Linked DNA regions of Mus musculus: region 2 is linked to region 1. The links are chromatin contacts, called in public HiChIP or PLAC-seq maps. All regions are on one chromosome and are shown on one strand. Each heading gives the region's core, a stretch centred on a gene start, on an enhancer-like site or on the middle of the called end of the contact. The rest is flanking DNA. Distances are from core to core; before and after follow the strand shown.

Evidence for each region. HiChIP or PLAC-seq counts read pairs in DNA pulled down with a chosen protein or histone mark.
Region 2: a contact with region 1 is called in an H3K4me3 HiChIP or PLAC-seq map of embryonic basal ganglia, with 4 times the contacts expected there. The contact joins the enhancer-like site here to the promoter of Fxyd6 in region 1. A contact is called at or near these places in 3 of 39 promoter capture datasets (cranial neural crest, maxillary cranial neural crest and stem cell-derived epiblast-like cells) and 5 of 115 datasets of contacts at active chromatin or transcription factors (embryonic basal ganglia, embryonic forebrain, embryonic hindbrain and 2 more).

The regions. Positions count from the first base shown.
Region 1 is chr9:45,368,326-45,372,508 of GRCm38.p6, forward strand. It overlaps Fxyd6 (FXYD domain-containing ion transport regulator 6), which reads left to right and starts at 1,860. Exons shown (of 8, transcript NM_022004.6): 1 at 1,860-2,163.
Region 2 is chr9:45,796,684-45,800,866 of GRCm38.p6, forward strand. All of the region lies in intron 7 of Cep164 (centrosomal protein 164), which reads right to left. Among named protein-coding and RNA genes, the nearest start is that of Cep164, 30 kb to the right of the region's middle. Within about 2 kb of position 2,393, at least 59 of the 459 cell types and tissues checked have an H3K27ac peak or open chromatin away from gene starts, as enhancers often do.

The DNA.
Region 1 (4,183 bases), core at 610-3,109:
TGTAGCAGAAACCCCCAAATTCCACCTGGATAAACAAGAAAGGTTATTTGAGAGGCTGGCCCTGGCCAGTCCTCACAGACTGGATTCCACTCTCCTCCATAGCCAGGACTATCAGCAGCATCAGACACAGGCCCGGAAGTAGCTTGGCCATGTTCTCTGGCAGGAGACAGGCTGAACCAACAGGTGGTTGGGCTTAGAAGTTCTGACCCGTCAGCCTATCCTTTCCCAAACTGGCCTGTAAAGCCTGAGCTGGCAACCACTTACAAGGAGCGACTCCAACAGACAACTTAGAGGTGGGAAATGTCAGGACTCAAGGGCACTGGGAGGGAGGACCAATCTGCTTGCCCAGGACAGGGAACTAGTAAGCAGTGTGGTTTCATTTCTCCCACCCACAGCAAGTGGAAAGGGACAGGAGATTACAGTCCTCAGCTTACAGAGGAAAAGTTTGGGACAGAAGGTCAGGCCGCTGTCTGGAGCCACGTGGATTGGCAAGACTTGAGCCAGACTTTGATAAAAGGGTTTTAACTGTCACAGGAACCCTAGTGATTATGAAACTGGGCCAGGGTGGAGTCTTTTCAGCCCAAGGTCCTATGCTTAAGGGGTCAAACTATCCTCTACAGACTCCCCTTAAGCAAGGTAACCCAGTTTCTTCCTGGTAGCCATTGATGGCTTCTCTGCCAGTTCTAGGGCAACCTTGACTTCCCATCTGTTTTTTTGCCTTGGCCTTTGAGACTGGACCATTTGTTAAAGTGATTCAACCAAGCTGAAAGGCCACAGAATTATCAAGTTTGTTTGTTTGCTTCCTCTTCTTCCTCTTTCAACTCTTCTTCCTTTTCCTCTGAAAAGGGAAGATTTTCATGCCCTGAAACAAGATTTCTCTATGTATCCCTGGCTGTCCTAGAACTCTCTCTTTAGACCAGACTGGCCTCAAATCCAGAGATTCACCTGTCTCTGCCTCCCAAGTGTTGGGATTAAAAGAGTTGTTCTCCTCCTCCTCCTCCTCCTCCTCCTCCTCCTCTTCCTTCTTCTTCTTCACAAATGAGTAACTGTCCTGGTGCTGTGGTGCTGGAGAGGCAGGGCTGGGCTCTTGCTAGTAGAGCCCATTATTTCTGGGGTAGGGGTTGTCAGGAAAGCCTCGTGATAAGACCTAGAATTGGCTGATGCCAGCTGCTCTCCTCAATGCTTCAGCACAGGGTAGGCCAGCCTCCCTACAGCATCCCTTCAGTTGGCTAATTAGAACAGCCTTCCCCACTACAGAGCTTCCTGGATACCAACCTGCTGGGGGTGGTGGGGTGGGGTGGGGTGACCTCTGTCCATTCTTGCAAGCTCTTCTATCATTACTTAGAGTTAGTCAATGGAACCCTTGCTGGGAGTTAGTCTCACCTCCCTTTCCTAGATTAGGGAAAGGAACACTCCATATATGAGTGTTCATACTGATGCTACAGGTAGGATTGCAGAGCTAGGATGTAAATCTTTAAATTAATTTGTCACCTCGAATTTTGACTCTTAGTGACTAGGCTGGGGAGAGCTACTCTTAAAGCCTTCCGGAGTTAGGGATGGAGATGGGTGTCTTGAAAACGGGCTTCTGGGCAGCAAAACCCTGGTTCATGTGAGGGTCTTGTCCCCACAGCCCACCAGCTCTATTTGCAAACAACACTCCACCTAACTCTGGCTCCCATTCATGCTAATTGCGAACACAGCCAATGAACGCAGGTTGCAGGTGGCTGATGCTCCGTTGTTTCCTATTTTTCTGCCTTTCTCCCCTGATTTTCCTATTTCCGAAAAACACCAGCCCTGTCACGGTGTTGGTCTGGCTCATTTCCTACCCTCACCAAAGGGGGGGAGAATCAAAAAGCAACAGCTGCTGGCAAATCCGCTCCGGCGCTGGGCGCCTCCTCCGCGCGTCTCCTGTTGCTTCTTCAAGCCTCACTTCCCTTTGCGAAGAGCTCGCAGAGAGAAGGGCGCGGGCGACATCACAGGGGTCTGCAAGGGGACCCAGAAGCCAGTGGACGAGGGCGACCGGGGAGGCCAACCAGTCAGCCCCCTCTGGGAGGCGGGAAAGCTGCAAGCCGCGCCCACCGCCCTGCCCCCAGCGCGCCACTCCCGGCTGCTTGGACTCTGCTAGTCCTTCTGGGATCCGCTCGGAGGGGACCCAACGCCTAGGTGAGCAGCAAGGGAGGTGGGCAAAGTTGGCACCTTCTTCCGAGTGGAGGAGGCTTGGGTGGGGATCCGTCACTCTAGCGCCAGGTTCCTCCGAGTCTTGTTTGTTTCAGTGGGTGTGTGCCCAGGTCCCTGCCTGGGCGGCGGGAAATGGATTTGGAGATGTAAACAAGTAGATGAGCTTCCAAAAGCTAAGGATACCGGGATGGGGTTGCAGGCAATGGCGGTGGGCGATGCTGGTGGCTGGAAAATGCTTTTGAGGCTGCCCTGAGCTTGCATCAGGAGCTCCAGAAGGATAGAGGACCCTTTAGCAGGGGAGCTTCCCTTTGTTACTCGGAAGCGGGAGACCCTGCGGGGAATGGAGATGCGAGGACCCGGGAATGAAGGAATGTGAATGTGGACACATGGGCCACACAAAATGGAAATTTGCTGGCTTGGTGCTTGTGGGGTGTGGGCGTGGGCTCCGGGAGTGGCGAAGAGGCCCTGTAGACGGCGTTGGGGTTCGAGGATGAGGGGATTCATCTGACTGCATTGCCTTCTTTTGGTCTGTCCAGCTCGATTTTCTTTCCAGGGCTGCTAGTACCCTATCTCCATCGTTCCCAACCGGGGCTGGCCCTGGCGGAGCCTCCCCGCTTTATGTCTGCCCAGGGCTTTTCTGTAGAGTTGGTTGAGAGACTGGGTCTCTGGGCGTCTGCTCCTAGGAGCAGTCAGGTTGGAAATACCGGCCCACCCAAGCTGCCACCAACCTCCAGACCCAGAGGTTGTGATGCCTGGAGGCTTGGCTCCATCAATGTACCCTCTGTCTTTATTTCCTTTGTCTAACCTGTCTTCCCGCGCTACTGGAATTGGGATTTCTACCTTTGTAGTGGGACCAGTGGGCATCTCAGCCCTCTCAAGGACCCTTGGCACTAGTGTTCTGACTGCCCTCATATTGTAGATGTATGAATGTGTGTATCTGTTTTCCAACTTGGCCTTTTGCACGTGACCTGTCTCATGGTTGCCATGGAAACCCCTCCAGTTCAACCTCCCTCAGATTTCTGCCCATTCCTCACCTCCAATTGCCTCCCCTCCCCCCAATATGGTTGCTTAGATACTGGTTACCCTTTGCTTTTTAAAGGAGGACACCCTATGTCTGGCTCCCGTTCTAAACTGCCTGGCCCTTTACCCATCCCACCACCACAAGCACCACAAACACAAGTGCTCACACATTACACACAATATCGTCACAGCCTCACATACCTGTCAACCCTCACAGCCCTTTAGCATAGTGGACACACATAACATACACATTTATATCACATGAACACCAAGTAACACATCATGAAACCACAACACATCAAGCCAAAGACACCAAATGCACAGCCCACCACATAAACGGCAAATATATCCCGCACCCTACACACCACATACACACCAACTACACCACACACATACGACACCCACACCAAATAGACGACCTGCATCCCGTCCCACATACACAGTAACTGTACCAACCGTCCTACATACACAGTAACTGTACCAACTGTCCTACATACACAGTAACTGTACCAAATGCATGTTACTTATACTCAGCCCTCACTCTGTGTGTGCATGCAGGGACTCCACCTGTAACACAAACTGACACATACATGTACACACGCATGTACATGCACACACACACACACACACACACACACACACACACACACACACCAGGCTGGGTGAGGCTAAGCAGACAGAGAGTGCTTTCCTTCCTGTTCAGCCTTATTCTGGATACTTAGAGTATCAAGAAGGAGTAGCCCAGAAGGGAACCTCTGACTTCTCCCAGGGACCTTACAGGAAAAAGCCAAAGAAAAGCTCCCAAACCATCCTAGGAGAGAAACCCCTCTGCTAGGTGCCAGACTCCAGGGCCATGGCTGGGCACAAACCAGGATTTAAGTCTCTCCAGGCTGTGTTCTTCCTTCCTTGACACCCATGGTCCTTTCTGAACAGAGGAGGCTCTGTGGAAGGGAGGGAAGCCTGTTATGAGAACACAAGAGGGCAG
Region 2 (4,183 bases), core at 1,143-3,642, 430 kb after region 1:
GTCTACAAAGCAAGTTCTAGTATAGCCTGAACTACACAGAAGAACTGTCTCAAAAAAAACACTACAAAGCCAAGAAGGATGCACGCATGAGACCGTGGGAAGCACTGAGGTCTCCTCTCCTCCTCTCCCAAGTGGAGATGTAATGGCTATAATTGCCAAGGTCTTACCGGGATTAGACTGTTTCATTACAGTGCTTATGAAATGAAATATTAACTCTTAACTACTCAAAATGACAGAAAGGCAAGTAGGCCATCAAAACTCAGAGGGTGACCAGGGTATGGTGGCACACGCCTCTAATCCCAGCTCTCCAGAGGCACAGACAGGCAGGCAGATTTCTGTGACTTCAAGGCCAGCTTGGTCTACATAGTCAGTCAAGCAACACTGTGAGACACTGTCTCAATAAGTAAATAAATGAGTGAATAAACAAATAAATAAGCAAACAGACAAATAAATGGATAAATGAATGGGCACATTAATTAATTGGTTAATTGATTAATTAATCCAAAAAACAAACAAACCCTCAAAGGGTATCCCTGGCTGGGAGCAGCTCAGGAGTATAGCAAATGCCTAGTACGTCTGACACTGGCTCCATTCCCAAAACTGATGGGGAGACAAAAGAAGGAGAGGATAACAGATAGAGCTTGAGTATCATTCTTTTTTCTTTCCTTAAAAACATACGTCTTTTTTTTAAATTGGTTTTATTCATGTGTGCCTGTCTGTGTGTGACCTGTGTGTATAAGTACCTAGGGGGGCCAGAAGAGGGCATAAGATCTGCTGGAATTACAAGCAGTTGTGAGCTTGTGCGGTTGCTGATGTGGGTTCTGGGAACCAACCCCCAGTGGTCCTTGGGAAAAACAGCAAGTGATTTTTAACCATTGAGCCATCTGCCCTAGGTTCCCATACTCACACTGGAGAGAACACGTCTACAAGAATCTTGAGCTTCATCTAGGCAATTCTCAAACTTAAACCCTTCAAAGGATGGCTTGCCGCTTGGAGCACAGCGCACAGGTAGGGTGTGTGCTTAAGGCAGAAGGCCCCAGCTTATCACCTTCAGCATCCCTTCCTCCCCCAAAAGGAAGATTTCCACGTGACTGGATGATCTCAGTCTGCCTACTGAAACGTAAAATTGCTGAAATAGGGCAATCACTAAAGTAAATGGCCTTAATAAGATAAAATAAACGGCCTTGCCCTGTATCCACATCTACTGACTACATCACTAGGATGGCCAGAAATGGGTGGAGAAGGCAGGGGAAGTTAAACACTGGTTGTCTATCATCTACAAAAGGATGCAGGAAAGCTATTACCTCACCTGACTCTATGTTGTCCCTGTTCACCCAGCCCCTGCTCCTTGGCACATCACCAGGCCTAGGACCTGAAGCCCCCAGCTGTATGCAAACTCCAGGCACCTGGGTACAGGCTCCTGCTCCGGGCTTTGTGGGTGCACAGCTCTACTCCATGTCTCTCATGCTCAAACTCCCAACCTTCCCTGCCACAGTCCCAGGTCCCTTTTGCATCTCACAGCGTATTTCAAGACTTCACCATCTGCGCAAGGAAGGGGTGAAGAGCAGTGACTGTCAGAACCAGCTCATGAATAGCTAACACTTTTCAAAAGTCATGACGCTCCCCAGGATACGGTCCCACCCCCTCACCTGCCCAGAGCCCCGAGGTACGGGCTCCAATGAGCCACACAGGTCAGGAGGAGAATAACAGGGGATCGGAGAGGTTGCCTTGACAGGTCAGGCTTATTTTCCAGGTCTGGTGCCCATTCATTGGGTCTCAGTTCTTTGCACAGCTCCCCGGGTACAGTTAGCACTTTCCAATCACACTGACATCATCCTGTGATTTCTAAGCCAAGGCTCCCTCCCTCTCCTTTGATAGCTGATGGCTTTTCATCAGCACCACATGACCACATACCGCCTGCTCACCACCCTCTGCCTCCCCGGGCCTGAAGGAAAGCCCTGGTGTGGGTTCTGTGAACCTTTCCCTTTTAGTAACAGACTAGCGATGGGTTTGGGCTGGAAGGCCGCGGTGGGAGCCTGGGCTGCATTCTTACCATCCTACTGCCCTCTCATGGAAGTAAGAGCAAAATGACACAGGGCAGCGTGAGGCTGTAACAGGAGCTGTGAGGGGCGGGGCAAGACTGCACACTGGGACTAAAGCTATTTTCAAAAGCAATGCCCAAGTGGAGGCAGTTTTGCCTGCCGAGAAACCTACACTTATCTCCACCACTAACATCTCCCCCATGAAAAAGCCCTAATACCTACCTGAGGTTTGAATATAGGACTCCAACACCCCCATGTGGCAGAGGACTGAAGACAGTCTATCACCTACTACACGTTTCCCCGCAACACTGTGGTGCCGAGCAAGCCACTCAAATGTCTAAAAAGCTCCCACTCCCCCACCACCATTCAAGGGAAAATGTCAGAAGTCCAGATCACGTCAAAGGAGAGAACACCTTCCCTGGCTGACATCTGTAAGCCTTTAAGAAGCCATCACGATCAAGCTACAGTGGAACTGCAATACACCAGCCGATGGTTAGGGACAAACACCTACTGAACCCAGAAGCTGAGAAAGCTAAGAGAAGGAGAAAACACCGTCCAGCCTGTCTGGGTCCCCTCCACTCCATTCCTTCAGCAGTTACACAAAGCACAGCCAAGCACGACCTGTGCCCCAGGCAGTGAGTGGGCTGGGTGCTGGGTGTACAGACATAAATCGTGCAGCACCAATATGCCCGGGTTCAGCCCCCTGCAGAGACTACCCTCCTGCAAACACTTCCTGAGCCCTTCTCCTGGTGACAGACATCCACCCAGGTGCAAAAGGAGCATCTGCTTTGAGTCCACTCGTCAGTCAGAGAGTCAAACCGGATGGATTCCTGACTCAGGCAGACCAGCTCTCGCTCAGAAGGAACGGTTTCAAGGCAGACATGTATCAGATTGGAGCTACAGATGGGACAGTTGGGGAAAGTGCTGCGTTTGGCAGAAGGTGTTAAAGTCACAATCAAAACATATCTGACTGTGCGGAACCAAAAGGCCGGAGAAACTCTGGGATAATGAGCAAAGTTTTATTATGAAGTGGTACCCAGAGTGAGCACTCAGGTACAAATCCAGATATAGCCTGTCAGCCAGCGTGCAGACTCAAACAAACATCCTGGCCTCCAAGGGGTGGTGAGTACCAAGAAATGGGCATCAGAAGTAGTAAGAGATCGGGTCAGGAGGATGGCTCAGTGGGTTTAGGCACTTGTTGCCCAGCTTGGCAACCTGAGTTCAAGCCCCAGGACCTGCATGGAAGGAGAAAACTGACTCCAGCAAGTTGTCCTCCAACCTCCACATGTACAGACGAATAAATTAAAATGCAATTAAAAAAAAAAAAAGGACCTGGCTGTGGTGGTGCTTGCCTTTAATCCTAGCACTCGGAAGGCAGAGGCAGGTGGATCTCTGAGTTCAAGGCTATCGTGGTCTACAGAGCGAATTCCACGACAGCCAAGACTACTCAGAGAAACCCTGTCTCAAAACAAACAAACAAACAAATGATGATGGGGGGGGGGGGGTGATGATGATGATGGTGGTGATGATGATGATGGTGGTAGAGGCTGAGGAGATGCCTTGGAGGGTAAGAGTGCTTGCTGTGCAGCCTGAGTTCCCAAGTGTAATAAGTTAGGTGTGGCCATGCACCCGTAACCCGGCACTGTGGGAGGAGGGCACAGGAAGGCCCCTGGGGCACGCTGGCTGCCAGTCTAGAGCCAGGTTCAGTGAGAGAACTATCTTGATGGAATAATTAGGCAGAGTGACAGAGCAGAACACCCAAGGTCCTCCTCTGGCCCCCATGTGGACCGGAGCATATGTTCCAGCAAACATACACGTGTAACATACACAGTCACACGTACACACAGAATGGGGGTGGTAATGAAACCAATTACAATTCGGCAGGGGGGCACCTTTGCTTTTCTGGCTGGCTTTGTGGTCATCCTAATGATGTAAAGGTCATTTTGAGTTTAAGGTGTGGACAGCACTAATAAAAACGTACTGTATAATGCCTGTCTGCTGCTTAGACCTTGCAGTCGGTATTTAAATGTCTGCATGAATCTAACTTGCAACTTCATGATTCACTGCTTATAACAAATATTTTAGGACTATTTAGAGAACTGTTAATTGATTAATATTCATCAATCAGACACTAGACAGAG